Linked DNA regions of Mus musculus: all the other regions are linked to region 1. A link is a contact called in public Hi-C and targeted proximity ligation data. All regions are on one chromosome and are shown on one strand. The core of a region is the stretch at or near the end of the contact, and the rest is flanking DNA. Distances in the headings are between cores, read along the strand shown. Region 1 holds the start of Hells (helicase, lymphoid specific). Region 2 overlaps Pdlim1 (PDZ and LIM domain 1 (elfin)). Region 3 holds the start of Aldh18a1 (aldehyde dehydrogenase 18 family, member A1). Region 4 holds the start of Tctn3 (tectonic family member 3).

What was found. Hi-C and Micro-C count contacts between places; a contact is called where the count stands out from the background.
Region 2: a contact with region 1 is called in a targeted proximity ligation map of epiblast stem cells, with 13 times the contacts expected there. A contact is called at or near these places in 1 of 39 promoter capture datasets (embryonic stem cells), 1 of 484 Hi-C or Micro-C datasets (bone marrow-derived macrophages), 8 of 130 datasets of targeted methods (differentiating embryonic stem cells, embryonic stem cells, epiblast stem cells and 3 more) and 3 of 9 other capture datasets (adipose tissue, liver and pancreatic islet).
Region 3: a targeted proximity ligation map of embryonic stem cells shows a contact between it and region 1, with 6 times the contacts expected there. A contact is called at or near these places in 5 of 39 promoter capture datasets (the 3T3-L1 cell line, the C10 cell line, embryonic stem cells and 2 more), 2 of 484 Hi-C or Micro-C datasets (the MNK3 cell line and embryonic stem cells), 18 of 130 datasets of targeted methods (the 230-238 cell line, the NIH/3T3 cell line, T-cell acute lymphoblastic leukemia and 11 more) and 1 of 9 other capture datasets (embryonic stem cells).
Region 4: a Hi-C map of B cells shows a contact between it and region 1, with 6 read pairs. A contact is called at or near these places in 1 of 484 Hi-C or Micro-C datasets (B cells) and 3 of 130 datasets of targeted methods (astrocytes, embryonic stem cells and large pre-B cells).

Annotation. Positions count from the first base shown.
Region 1 is chr19:38,929,533-38,932,863 of GRCm38.p6, forward strand. It overlaps Hells (helicase, lymphoid specific), which reads left to right and starts at 1,458. Exons shown (of 22, transcript NM_008234.3): 1 at 1,458-1,543; 2 at 1,859-1,980. The coding sequence starts at 1,876.
Region 2 is chr19:40,239,884-40,243,029 of GRCm38.p6, forward strand. The region is part of intron 4 of Pdlim1 (PDZ and LIM domain 1 (elfin)); the gene reads right to left. Among named protein-coding and RNA genes, the nearest start is that of Gm41845, 30 kb to the right of the region's middle.
Region 3 is chr19:40,586,545-40,589,820 of GRCm38.p6, forward strand. It overlaps Aldh18a1 (aldehyde dehydrogenase 18 family, member A1), which reads right to left and starts at 1,919. Exons shown (of 19, transcript NM_019698.2): 1 at 1,766-1,919. Gm27042 (a long non-coding RNA gene) reads left to right here and starts at 1,988. Exons shown (of 4, transcript XR_386705.4): 1 at 1,988-2,075.
Region 4 is chr19:40,610,684-40,613,838 of GRCm38.p6, forward strand. Tctn3 (tectonic family member 3) reads right to left here and starts at 1,548. Exons shown (of 14, transcript NM_026260.3): 1 at 1,242-1,548; 2 at 968-1,091; 3 at 611-729. The coding sequence starts at 1,461. It also overlaps a transcript of Entpd1 not described here.

The DNA.
Region 1 (3,331 bases), core at 208-2,707:
CTGGTTCATTGCTGTATATTTTCTGTTGTTCTGGAGGCATTTACACAGAGGCCTTGAAAGCAGAGAGCTGGTGCTTTTCTTAGCCATTGCTAGTATTTAGTCTACACAGCAGCCAAGATGAGTCAGGAAATTAATGTAGCAATGTAGCAGATGTCTGTTCTGTGAGAACCAAATGAATTTGCACTGTGCTCCAACTCTTGTTCTGGACAAATCAACCTGCTCTTCCTAAAGACCTAGAAGGGAAGCCGACCATCAAGGCATGGTTGCATACATTGGCACGTGGGAGGCAGAGGCAGGTGGGGCTCTATGAGTTCAAGGGTGGCATAATCTACATAGCAAGTTCTAGACCAGGGGGGGAGGAGCGCAGCATAGTGAGACCCTGTCGCAAATAAAATCTTATTTTTTAAAATAGAGGATCCCCCCGAAGGTGGTTATGGTAAAGCCATGTCTTTTTCTCTTAAATTTTTCTTTACATTTTTATTTAGTGTGCATATTTAGAGGTGTGTGGGTAGGCTTACAAATGCGACTTGGTACTCATAGAGATTAACGGACAATTTGCAGGACTTTTCTTCTCCGTGCGTAAAGCATTGCAGAAAAGGAATTGAAACCTAAGCAAAACGGCCACGAGAAAAACCCTTCAGCACCCACTCTTATTAGCGGTCTATTTGTTTTCTGAAAAAAAAAAAATTTTTTTTTTTTTTTAAAGATTCATGTACTCCAGGGCTCCAGGGTGTCTGTAAACCAAGGATCACTGACCTTCCAAAAGTCCTAATCCTGTGCCTGGACCTCCACTGCGCGAGATGACAAGGGAGCCTTTCCCTGTGGGCAGGCATTACACCAACTCCGCTACACCTACAGACCTTGTTCTCTCCTCCGTTCCTCTCAGTCAGTTTATCACTCGCTATTTTATCCTAAATACTTTTTCCCCCCTGAACTAGCTATAATCTTAATTTCTCATCTTTCTTCTTACTCACAAACCACTCCTCAGAGTTATTTGGAAAGGAAGTTTACGAAAAACCGCGAACTACAACTGGTCAGGGTCCAGCGAGCTTGGCCGTTTTTGACACCCTAACATCGACCTTCACCTACCGAAAGGACAGGTATTGGGGGCGTTCAAACAATCCAGTGTGTGAAGAGGTCTTGCACCCGCCGAACAACTCGGGACCATCATTAAATAAGAAAGGGGCGATCGGGGCCACTACGGTCTGCGGCGCCTCTGTGACCACGGGCGACATTCAAGGCTGGAGCTAGCTACACCCCCTTTGCCTGGGTCCAGGTAAAGGCTTAACGCATCCCTCCTGGGGAGAGGCGGAAAGCAAAGCCAAGCGCGTCCAAATCTCGTGAGCCGAGGTCTGCAGCGGGCGGGGAGCCCGAAGTCTCGCGAGACCACCGGGTTTTCCCGCGAAAGAGAAGCGCGCGAATTTCTTGCGCCGCGGGGCGAGCGAGCCGGCGGGGTGTGAGGATTTAGCTCGCGGCGTTTGAGGCGACTGGGTCCCCGGCCGGTGTCCAGCCGTGCCTGCGGAGCCGCCCGCGAGCAGCAGCGGTGAGCCGGCGGCGTGAAGGCTGCACCCCGGGGAGGGAGCTCGCCGGGGTCCGGGCTGAGGAGGGGAAAAGGCGTGAGGAGCCGCCGGCGGCGACCTGGTCTGCTTGGTGGCACGGAAGCGTTCCCCCACGTCTCCCTTACAGGTCTCCTCACGAGCTGGGTCCCGGCCGACCGGCTTTGCCACCCAGACGCTGTCCGTGGCTTTGGCCGGCGATGCAGACGGCCAGGGAGGGGGAAGGCCGTGGCTTCCCGAAGTTGGAACTCGGGGGTTGTAACTTGAATCCCGTTCTGAAAGCCCCCGCCGTGCTCCCTTAGGGTCCTTGGCTCCAGAGATGGCCGAACAAACGGAGCCTGCGGTGATTACTCCAGCCATGCTGGAGGAGGAGGAACAGCTCGAGGCTGCGGGACTTGAGAAAGAGCGGAAGATGTTAGAAGAGGTAATGTAAAGTCCACGGCCGGCGGTTCTCCCCGGCTCCCCACCCCCACCCCCGGCCTGCCTCCCCGCCTGCCTCCCCCACTTGCTTCTCCTTGAACTTCCAAGCAGCCCTGGCCACTTGGCTTCTCCGTACTTGTAAAGTGGAAATCTTGGCGTGGGCTTTGAATGATAGATAGGTTTCTGAAGTGTGGTCTGGGCGGGGTAGGTTGCAACTTATCTTTGAGTGGACGTTTCAGATTGCTTTTTTGACTACTAAGATTCAGTCAAGAGTCACTGGTAAGTGTTTGCTTGCTTTTGCCATCTTTATTGGCTTTTAAAATATGTTCTCTCACTGTATGCCTAATGGCCAACATTATTAATCTTTAATGCCCCGAGTCATAATGTATGTATTAGTAGACAGAGGTGGTAGACGTTGACATTAATCAACGGTTGGGCTGTAAGCCGGGTCTACTGATAATTCCCTTCCCCTCTATTTTTCTGTTGGGTTTGTTTTTGAGACAGTATTATGCTGGCCTTCATATCCTAGGGTCCCCCTGCCTAGCTTCCCAGTGCTGGCTGGGATTACTGGAGTGTGCATATCATTCCCTTCTCCTAAGGATTTCTTAGCAATTTATTACTGTTTGCTGCCTAAGTAATCAATTTGTTTTAGTTTTCTACAAGTAAGGTTCTTTAGCTAAAATTGAGGTGTATGTTTTCATGGTAAGTTACAGTATTTGTACATTTCTTTAAAAAACAGAATCTTTTAAAACGTAGTGAAAGCAGCTTTTAACATTTGGCAAGTTTAGTTCTTGATTAGTACTATGAAGTGCCACCACCCTGCTGCTTAGTTGTTGCATATGCAAGAAAAGGTGATATAATCATGGGAAGTTCTTAACTCCATCTTAGTTTTTTTTTTTCCTTGCATTTATTTCATTCTGTCAATAGAGTATGAACACTCTTTGGGATTTTTAATCTTCAATTTTGTAGCCCATGCTGGGCTGGAACTCACAGTAGGTCTCCTTTTCTGAAGTGTGTGTGTGAGTGTGAGATGTCCATTTGAGTTTGGAGTAGCTGCAGGTGAGTTTGGAGCTAGACTAAGCAGGTTGTGAGCCGTCTGACATAGCAGGACCGCTGGGAAACAAACCTGGTACCTCTGCAAGAGCAGTTGTGCTTTACCAGCTGAGCCAGTTGGTCATAAAGTAAATGTGCCAGAGTCCAGCTTCAGCAGGGTTCAGGTCCCAAAGAGGTGTAGAGTCAGCAAGGGAAGGAGACTGACACTATCTAAAGACAAATCAGGCAAGATCGCAGGTTTATTGAAGGCTTTGCACCTTTTATACTCTATGTTTGCATATATGGTAGCTGAATCACAGGTA
Region 2 (3,146 bases), core at 383-2,882, 1.3 Mb after region 1:
CCTGAACACGATTTGGGAGGCCTGGTACTCTGGAATTTCTATGCTGGTTATGGAAGTTCAACTACTCATACCATGAAAAGAGCCATCTCCCCCAGAAGGATGCTGGCCAGGGGTACTGACAGCTGAACTTAGGCAATGACTGCGGGGAAGAAAAAAGTCCACGGTACGCCGAGGCAGCTCTTCTCTGGAACATGCTTCTATGCTTCCTGTTCCCTCTGAGCCCCTGGCACTCAGAAGTGCTGAGGCAGACTTCTCTCCATCAGTGAACTCGGCAGTAACCAGCATTCCCTCAGCACCTTCCAGTACAATGTAGTGCATTCCCTTGACAAGCTGGTGGAAAGGCCAGTGGCTAAGAGCCCACCTCAAAGATCAGGAGACAGGGTCTCAGAGGACTTACAAGGTCTGTCTAAACTCACTCGGCTGGCAGGAGGCAGAGTCATTTTCTAGGACTCTATCTACAAGCCTGAAGAAAGTAGTAGACGTCGAATAAATTATGAACTCTAGCCTGGGCATTACCAAATTTTAACAGGTCCCTCCTACACATAATTGAAGAGGTGGGAGCGAAGGTGCTAGCAATATTTCTTTCACAGAACTGGTACTCAGTAGGTACTCAAAACAGGATCACTAAGCTGAAGTCGCCTAGAAGGGAAGGGCAGCAGAGGGCCTCCCTCTCCACTGTCAGCAAGGAGGCCTGCTGAGGAGACAGACCCTCACCTGCCTTTCCAGATGGTAACGCTGCTGACGACATTCTGACCTGCCTGGGATGCTGCTGTACCAAGATCTACAAGACAGATAAGACAGACAGACAGGCAAGACAGACAAACAGACAGACAAGACAGACAGACAGACAAGATAGACAGACAGACACTGCTGCTGACATTCTGTACCAAGATCTACAAGACAGACGGACAGACAGACAAGACACACACACACACACACACACACACACACACACACACACGTACACACACACACACACACACGTACACAGCAGAATGATCTGAAGTGCTTGGACCCCTCCCACCACCCCTCAAAACAAAAAAACAAAGAAACAGGGTTAGCCCCAGGGAATGGGCAGTGACCTCAGAGGTAAAGTATGTCATGAGCCAGTTCTGGAACATCAGCGAATTCAGACTAAACAGTGGGGGTGAGCCAGCCCCTGGCCTTGTGCTGAGCAGGGATGGTTACGGAGTGCCTGCCCTGGTTGGCAGGATCATCTGAGAATATACTAGAAACAAGCCACCAGGCAGAGATCCCTACGCAAGAAACATGGCAGGCTCAGCAGCTACTTTCCCTCCAGCTTCAGGGATTCCCACGGCTTCTTAGATTCCTGCTCCAGGAGCTTGGGTTGAAACAGATAATGGGCCCCCTTTGCTGAGGGAATCTGCAAGGAGACTTGATGAAGACCTGCAGGCTGCTGCAGCCAAAGAAACCATGCCTGCGTGCCAAAAGCAGACAATGGGAGGGGGCGGGGCGCAATCAGGGAGCATGAGCGAAGAAGAAGAAAGAAGACGTTAAGGAAGGAAAAATATCTAAGGCAGCCACACTAAAAATACTTTCCAGGCACATACTTCTCTCAGTGCATAGCAGTTCTTTCAATTAAGGATGTGTCATTTCCTGGGTTATTAAATCCAGATCATGGAACATTCCACTCGGGGACAGTAAAGGAAGGGTCACGTTCCCAGCCTCTCCAAGCACCATAAGCAGCGGAACACAAGAATGGTGGTCCTTAGTGTTCAGATCACTGAGCTGCATGCAAGCTTCCCTTCAGGATGTGATACTTAGAGGATGCCCTGCCTGGCACTTTCCCTTGTATGCCCAGCATCCCCATAACCACCTAGAAGGGCGTCAACCTACCAAGCAGGTAAGACCTCGTGGGAACCATAATTGGCGTAAGAGATAATAGTTCTGGCCACTACAATTAAAGCCAGTGAGCTTCAGCCTCTTCTGAAACCAAAACCTCACCAGACTCTAAGGAACATACAGATCTGTTCCATCCGGTCCTCTTCGTGCCAGGGGCAAAGACTTGTGTGCAGGAGATGGCCAATAGTCTCAATATCTGTCTGATCTGTCTGTCTTCATCTGCTACCCTCCCTCCATCTCTCTCCCATCCCTTCCTCTCCCCAGACCCTGAAGACCACAAACACAATGGGGGTTCCTGTAACAGCTCTCAAAATAGTTAAGGAGCCTGGGACTGTAGCCCCATCCCCACAACTTGCATTTGAAACACTTAGCTTGCACCTAAAATGAGCTAAAATTTGGACAGATGAATAAGGAAGAAACTGGATGGCAAAACAGGCTTTTGGAGTTAACACAAAATCTGAGCGAGTAAAAGTCTACACCATCCCTGTGGGCTGTACATGAACATAGGGCTCCACAAGGGTAGCTCAATTGTGTTTGAACTGCGCTCCTTACCCTGCAGGCCCATCCTCAGGCATGAGTCCTAATCTACTCCCCACCCTCTGTCATAACACCGTCATTAACACTGTCATGCCCAGTTCCCTTGCCATGGGTGACTGAAGTGTCCCCAAAGAGTTAGGGACAGAGCAAATTTAGGGCCCTCTGCTGGAAGAAACAGGAGACCAGATAGAGAGGTAAAGGTAGATACAGCCCACAGGTATGTGACAGAGGACATGCCTGCCAGGTTCCACCTGCGGTCCCATCTCTCCTGTTGTTAAGCCAGCTTCTGTCACAGGTCAGAACCCATCCCTCTAGGCAGGAACTTGCAGCTTCATGGATTTAGCTCTGTCATTTCCGGTCTACATTAGTGAGGAAGCAAGCATTGCTTCACCGAGACTGCACAACTGTGTGTGCTACTAAGATCCAGTGGGAAGCATGGAGCAGTCCTCCCAAATACTCTACAATGAGGACTCCCTCAGGACACGGGATGACGGTCCTGTGAACGACCATGACCAGAAGCTGAGGGTGACCACCAGTGCTCAGGACAGGAACGATTCACCACCATTACAAGATCTGTTTGTGTCCGACATGGTGCTAGGCATTTTATATATTTTCTTTTCTCGCTGTCATGGGTGTGGATATCCACAGGTCACAGTGTGGGTGCACAGGCGCTCACACACATGTGGAGGCCCAAGGGTGACATCCAAAGTCTTCTTCCATTGCTCCTTACATTATTCACCGAACCC
Region 3 (3,276 bases), core at 669-3,168, 1.7 Mb after region 1:
ATTCTGCAATTATTCTGCACAAAATCACAGACATGGAGAGAGGAGAAATGGGCAGGATGCTCTGTAACAGAACATACGGCAACAGGCGGATAACCGAACCTGGTGAGTGACCGACCGCTTTGCTGGCTTCCGTTTCTGCATAACACTGAAGTATTTTGTGGGCCCATGTCTTATGTTCAACACTTACATAAATCCCTTCAAAAATGGCTGCAAAACTATTACTTACACACATTCTGCAAAATACCTATAAAAAGTCAGTAGTGACATAATTCCAGTTGTGCCCGCTTTGTACCACCTCCCCAGACACTCTCATCTTCACATTGGACATAATCCTCCAGGTAGCTGGCTCATGTGTTACTGTTGCTCTCCCCAGACGGGCTCTAAGCTCCCCTTTGGGGTATGCTACACAGGGTGGGAATCCACACAACTTTAGATTGGATAGATCTAAGTGTTGGCTGTCCTTGCCATGGAGATTGCCAACTCAATCTCCTCATCTGTAAATGAGGGATAATAACGGTTTATATGGCCTGAGATCACCGTGGGAGTGACACAAGGCAAGGCTGGAAAGCGCCTGGGTGCACAGATAAGGCTATTGTCCACCCCCCTCTTCTGTCTTTTATAAGGCACTGACATTTCTTAACCTTTCCACTTACTTCCTTCACTGACACCAAAAGGTCAAAAGAGCCACTGATGGACAGCCGTGCTTAGTGGCAAACGCCTGTAATCCCAGCATTCGGGGGAAGTAGAGGCAAAAAGGATCAGAAGCCCGAGGTCGTTCTCAGCACACAGCCAGTTCTAGGCCAGCCTGGGCTACATAAGACCCTGTCTCAGAAAAGATTCTGATCGGGTCACATGCATAGTTCTAGACTGTTTACCCCTCTCTTGTCTAAGCACAGAAAGCTCTGAACGTCTGAGATCCTTGGAGGTATGAGGTCTACCATTTGTCTCTGGCCCAGGGAGGCAAGATCTTATATTGCAAACGACTGTTCAACCAGTCAGTTTGTTGTGACAGCAAAAACCAGACAGGTGATGCAAAAGCCCAAAGGGTATATACGTGGAGACTCTGTGATCGAGAGAGAAGTTCTTATATTTTAACTCAGAACAGCTTTCAAGTGACTAGACACAAACACACGGAGAGCTCTTATCTCACTTAGAGAAGTGAACTTCAGTCTCAACAAACTACCCAGAAAAACACATGCTGAGTTCATGGTTCACTACTTAATAGAAAGACAGAAACTCAAAGATAAATGTTGTTGCTTCGGAGGGTGGGGGAATAAGGCTGGGGTATGGCGTGCGGGGTGAAGAATCTGAGCGCACCCTTTCTGTGCCAGGAGATAATTATCACACACGGGGTCTCCGGGAATAACCCTGGCTGCAGGGAGAATCTCCTATGTACAGGTTCCATATGTCAGGTCGCGAGCCACAGAGAATTGCAGACTCAGGCCCTGGGAGTGCGTCCGTGGATGGTTTCACACCAGGTGTATGACTACTCGCAGCACAGGAGCCCTGGAAGCCGGTTGTGGACTTGGTAGGAAGAGGCTGCAGGGTCCTCCAGCCTCCGCTGGTAGCATACCCAAAAGATGGCCAGAGATCCCTGGGCCTCCTAAACCCTGCACCGGGAGCTGTGCATGAGCATCTCAGAGCACCTGGCTGCCCCGCGCCGCCGCCGGCTCCCGTGTCCACGCCCCTCCGGACCCGCGGCTGCACCCCGCATCTCCCCCTTTCAGTGAGTGTACCCCTTGCCCGGTGCTGCCCAGCCACCTACCTGCTGGCCGCCGACCCCAGCCCTGGACCACTCTTCGCGGCGACCGCCCTCTCCTCCGCCTTTTCTTCCGTCTACGTCCAGCTCTCCGGAGTTGCGTCAGCCGCGTTAGACTGAAGCCCCGTAGCGCCGCTGACGTTGGGAGACGGGTCTGACCCACGCTACGCCACGGCAACGGCGCAGGCGCTTCTGAGAATCGCGCCCACGCTCCACGTGGCGGCCCCCTCCCATCCCCAGGCTCCGCGCCCGCAGAGTATAGGGGCGGGGCTTCGAGCACCCAGAAAGGAACCTCCCCAGACAGCTTCCCAGAAAGGTAAGGAAGACTGGCTTCTAGTTGCTGATGGATTTCATAAAGCGTGTTTGACAGTTGATCGTCTATATGTCAGACTCACATTAGAAATAGATTGAATCAACAAAGACCGTCTCCCTCAAAACAAAAACAAAAACAAAGACTGGCTATTGAAAAAAATTGGCACCATGGTAAAACAAGTTGGCACCTAGTTACCCGAAAATAACAGCCCAAGTGTTTTCAGCAAAGGTGGTGGTAAGAATACTGCATTTTAAGACGGTGTGTTTAATCTCTGATTATTAATAACCACTGATTATCCCAAAGTTGAATGCATAACGGACACAGATCATCTCCTTCCGGGCTGGCAACGTTCTCGTCCCATAGCACCGTTCGTTGCAGGGAGGCCATTGTCTAGAGAAGGTCAACTGTGGCTGAAAATTGGTTCTTTATGCTTTTGTAGTCCTGACAATGCTACTGAGCCTATTCATTCATTTTCTAATTCACTAAAGGGAACTTACCACTACTTCTCAGTCCATGATGCAGGAGTATGGGGGGAAGGGCAGGGGGCGGGGAGCGGGGGGGAGTGGGGGGAAGGGCTAAAAGGAGGTTTCAGCTTAGGAGAGATCCACGCTCATGGATGATAGGTTTGCAGAAGAGAACATCTGGCTGGGAGCTCACCATACAAAGATTTTGAATCTTATGGGTCACCAAGTCAGTGAATCCAAACTTCTAAAGCCCTGGAATGATATGATCAGGTTTTTGTGTCGGAAATCAGCACAGAGGTGTAGAAACTGGGAAGTGGGTTAGCCTATTGCAAAGCGCCCTGTAAGAAATAAAGCAGACGAAAGGCGCCGACAGGGGGCGTGGGAGCAAAAAGGAAGGCGCGCTCACAGCACTTTTTGCTAAGGGTTGAGTACCAGGAAGAGGAGTTCTTTGAAATGAAATGTGCGTCGGCATATGAGATCTAGGAAGAAGCTGAGAAAATCTGTGCTTTGGGAAGGGTGTTGGCGCCAGGACGCGTTAAATTTTGAGCACGTTGAGGGTGGGGAGGTGGGGCATTAAAGAGAAACAAAACAGCAGGCGCTGATTAGATCTGGTACCCGGGCTTCTAAAAAAAGTGGGGGGGGGGGGGTGCGTGTGGGTGTGTGTCAGGGGTGTAACTAGACTAAGGGACTGGAGCTAAGTTAGAAGGCGATTCTGATTCTTCAGTTCACCCACAGATCAC
Region 4 (3,155 bases), core at 298-2,797, 1.7 Mb after region 1:
CATCTCTCTAGCCCCACAGTTTGTCCTTTTAAGGCACTGACAGCTTATCTGGAGGAAATCATAATATTCACATAAACTGACAATCATACAAGGAACTCTACAAATTCTTAAGGAATGACTTAGGACAACGAGTGTCTTAGAACTAACTTCTGAGGATGGGCTCACTTGGGCAGATGACAGAAGATTCTTAGAAGAGCTAAGATGTTCGCAATGAATGGAGAAAAGAGGGCCACTTGAGTCAAGGGGGAAAGCAGATAAAAGTTAGGAAAAATTTAAGGCACAGCTTGAGGACAAAGGACATGAATTCGTCCAAAACAAAAGGGCAGAATAAAATCATGAGAGAAAAGTTTTCGGACAAAGAAAGAGAAAGAAGGACACAAAGAAAGAAATCAATGCAGATTGCCAGGCTAAAGGTGCTGAGCAGTAGTTTAAAGGTGGTAGAGTCTCATGAAATTACTAATGTTCTTATTAACTAAAAGTAAGAGGGTAGTGGTAAGAGGGGTGAGCGACAGGGAATCTAAAAGAAATAAGAGAGCTGGGAATCCCAAAGACAAAGTCACATCTCAATAAACATTCAATGATAAGAGCTGTCAAACTCGTTTCTACTCACAGTTGTTCACACGGACACAAAACTGTGTCGTTCCACTGGAGTCCGTGAAAACTCTGGAAGGGAACGGGGAGTTGCTCCTGAACATAAGAGAGTTGTCCACACATACCCAACTTGAAGATCTGTGAGGAAAGGTGAAGATACTTAAGAGAGAGACATGGAGTACATCTAGGGAAGGGGGCCTTACCCCACCAATGTCTGATGCCAATAAGAGGGGTCTCTGGGCAGAGGTGCAACACTCAGGTTTTGTTTTACTGGATGGCTCAGCATTCCCAGGAAAGCCCAAGGGGACATCCGACCGGGAGACAGCGGGTAGGAAACTCACTCTTACTCCTCCACCGGAGGAGCACCGCAGCTCACCTTACACTACCAGGAAGACAGAAGGAAAAGACTGTTCTGGGATGGAGAAGATCGCAGTCCTTGTCACAGCAGCAGTTTAAATCGCAGGTACCCGGAGTCAAGTCACAGACACAGATCGGTAAAGCTGTAAGTACAAGAAGAAAAGCGAGATGAAGCTCCCCCAAAGTTTTCCCGCGCGGACAGCCCCAGTGCCAGCTACGTGGCAGGGCAATTTTGTCTACACAATTTTAGATCTGAGAAGTCAGTATTTCCATCCCGTATCCCGCCGCATCACCTGGAAAGGGGTCGGTGGTCGCGTTCACGGGCATCGATAGAGTCCAGGGAGTCGGACTCTCAGACGAATCCGGAGGAGCTGAGGTTGGCACTTCGGGCGTCACTGGCTCCAGGCCCCAGGAGGTGGGGAAAGCCCGGGCTGTGGAGGAGGGCTGCGGTCGGGCGGTCTCAGAAAGCATCAGGACCACCAGCAGCAGCAGGTGCAGCTGCAGGGTGCACATAAGGCAGCCTGGCCGCAGAGCGGTGCGACAGGAGCCTGGGTCTCCAGATACGTCCCAGGAGCCCTGGGAAGAAGAGTCGCGTACTTCGTCATCAGCTTCCGTCTGCGCATTGGCTCAGGCGGGAGCCGGGTGCTCTTCAGCCAATGGAAGGCCGTGTTGTTACGACCCTGAGCGTCCTTCATGCTGCTCTCCTCCTTAGCGGCGCGTGGTTCCCGTTACCTGGCAACCGCTGGGAGCCTCGGGGGCGAAGGCGTCTTTGCCTGATCCCGCCGCTAGATGGCAGCTGGCAGAGGGTTGGCGCGCTTTACGGACCTGGAAGAATTGGATGAAGTCATCACTGAGAGGAAGACCAAGAGGCACAAACTGAGATCTTACCAAGGTAAGAGGCCCTTTCTCTGGAAACACCATGAACTCAAGGAGAAAAACATAGAAAGTCACATCCCTTACGTGTGCCGGGAAACTGAGTACCTGATCACAAAGTTTAGGCCAAACTGGCTACTGAGTGAGACTCTGATCCCTAAAACAAAGACAAATGAACAAAGTCCCAATGATGGCATGAGAGATGGCTCAGCTTCTAAGAATATTTGTTTTTGTTTTTGTTTTTTTCAAAGAACTGGGGTTCGCTTCCCAGAACCCACAAGGTGTCTCACAACCATCCGCTGCTCCAGTTCCAGGAGATCCATTGCCTGTGCCATCTTCTGGCCTCAGTGGGCGCCATCTGACACCCGCAGGTGCAAAGACTCAAGCAGGCAAAACACTCCTCTGCATAAAATCTAAAATAAAATTTAAAAATGTCTCCACTTTAATTACTATGGTATTTTTTAAAAAGCATAATAAAACAATGCTTATTTCAACTCCACGAGTTTCTTTATTCCCCGCTCCCTGTCGCCTAGTCACAGTTTCATGTAGCCCAGGCTGACCCTCAAACTCAAGATGTGGTCAAAGATGGCTGAATTTCTGAACCTCCTGGGTCTGGAATTTTAGTCATATAGGCCACCTTCATGCACTCCTGCCAAACACTCTATCAAGTTAAATTTTATTTTATTTTTTAAAAAGTGTTAGTTAGTGCATTATATCAATAAATGTGATCTGTATATTTGTTGCTGGAAAGGGTAGTAAGGGAAGAGGTTCAGGACAAGAAAACAGGATGGAGAAGAGTATGAGGACTTAGAGAAAGTTACAATTTAGAAACATTTTCTGAGGAGAAAGTAAAGATACAGAGATGGAAATAGCCAAGGAACCAAGAAGCAAGCTAGCTGATTGCTCTTTTACGGTTTTATCATTAAGTTCTGAAACACTCTCTAGTATGTGCTTGCTCTTCTCAGGAGTGGCGTGGCCCTTCTGCATGCCTAATAGCACAAACATTCTGTATTTGCACTAATCTGAGACACAGGCAGGCATGGCTATGGCACACATGATAGGCATGCAATGCCTGAGCTGTTAAATATTTAATTTTAAAATTGTGACTCAAGGTTAAATAACCTCAGGTAACTAATAGCCATTGCAATGTGCAGTTGGATTGTGTATGATCAAAATCCAGCCAGCTATCTCCCTGTGCTCACAATTCCAACATTTGGGTTATTTTAATTATTTGGGGGAATAAAATAACATCTACCAGGAGTTACCTAATCCACTCCAGTCCACTCCTTAAAACTGATTTTGGATGTCTCTCTTTCCAATGAATCTCCTGGGCT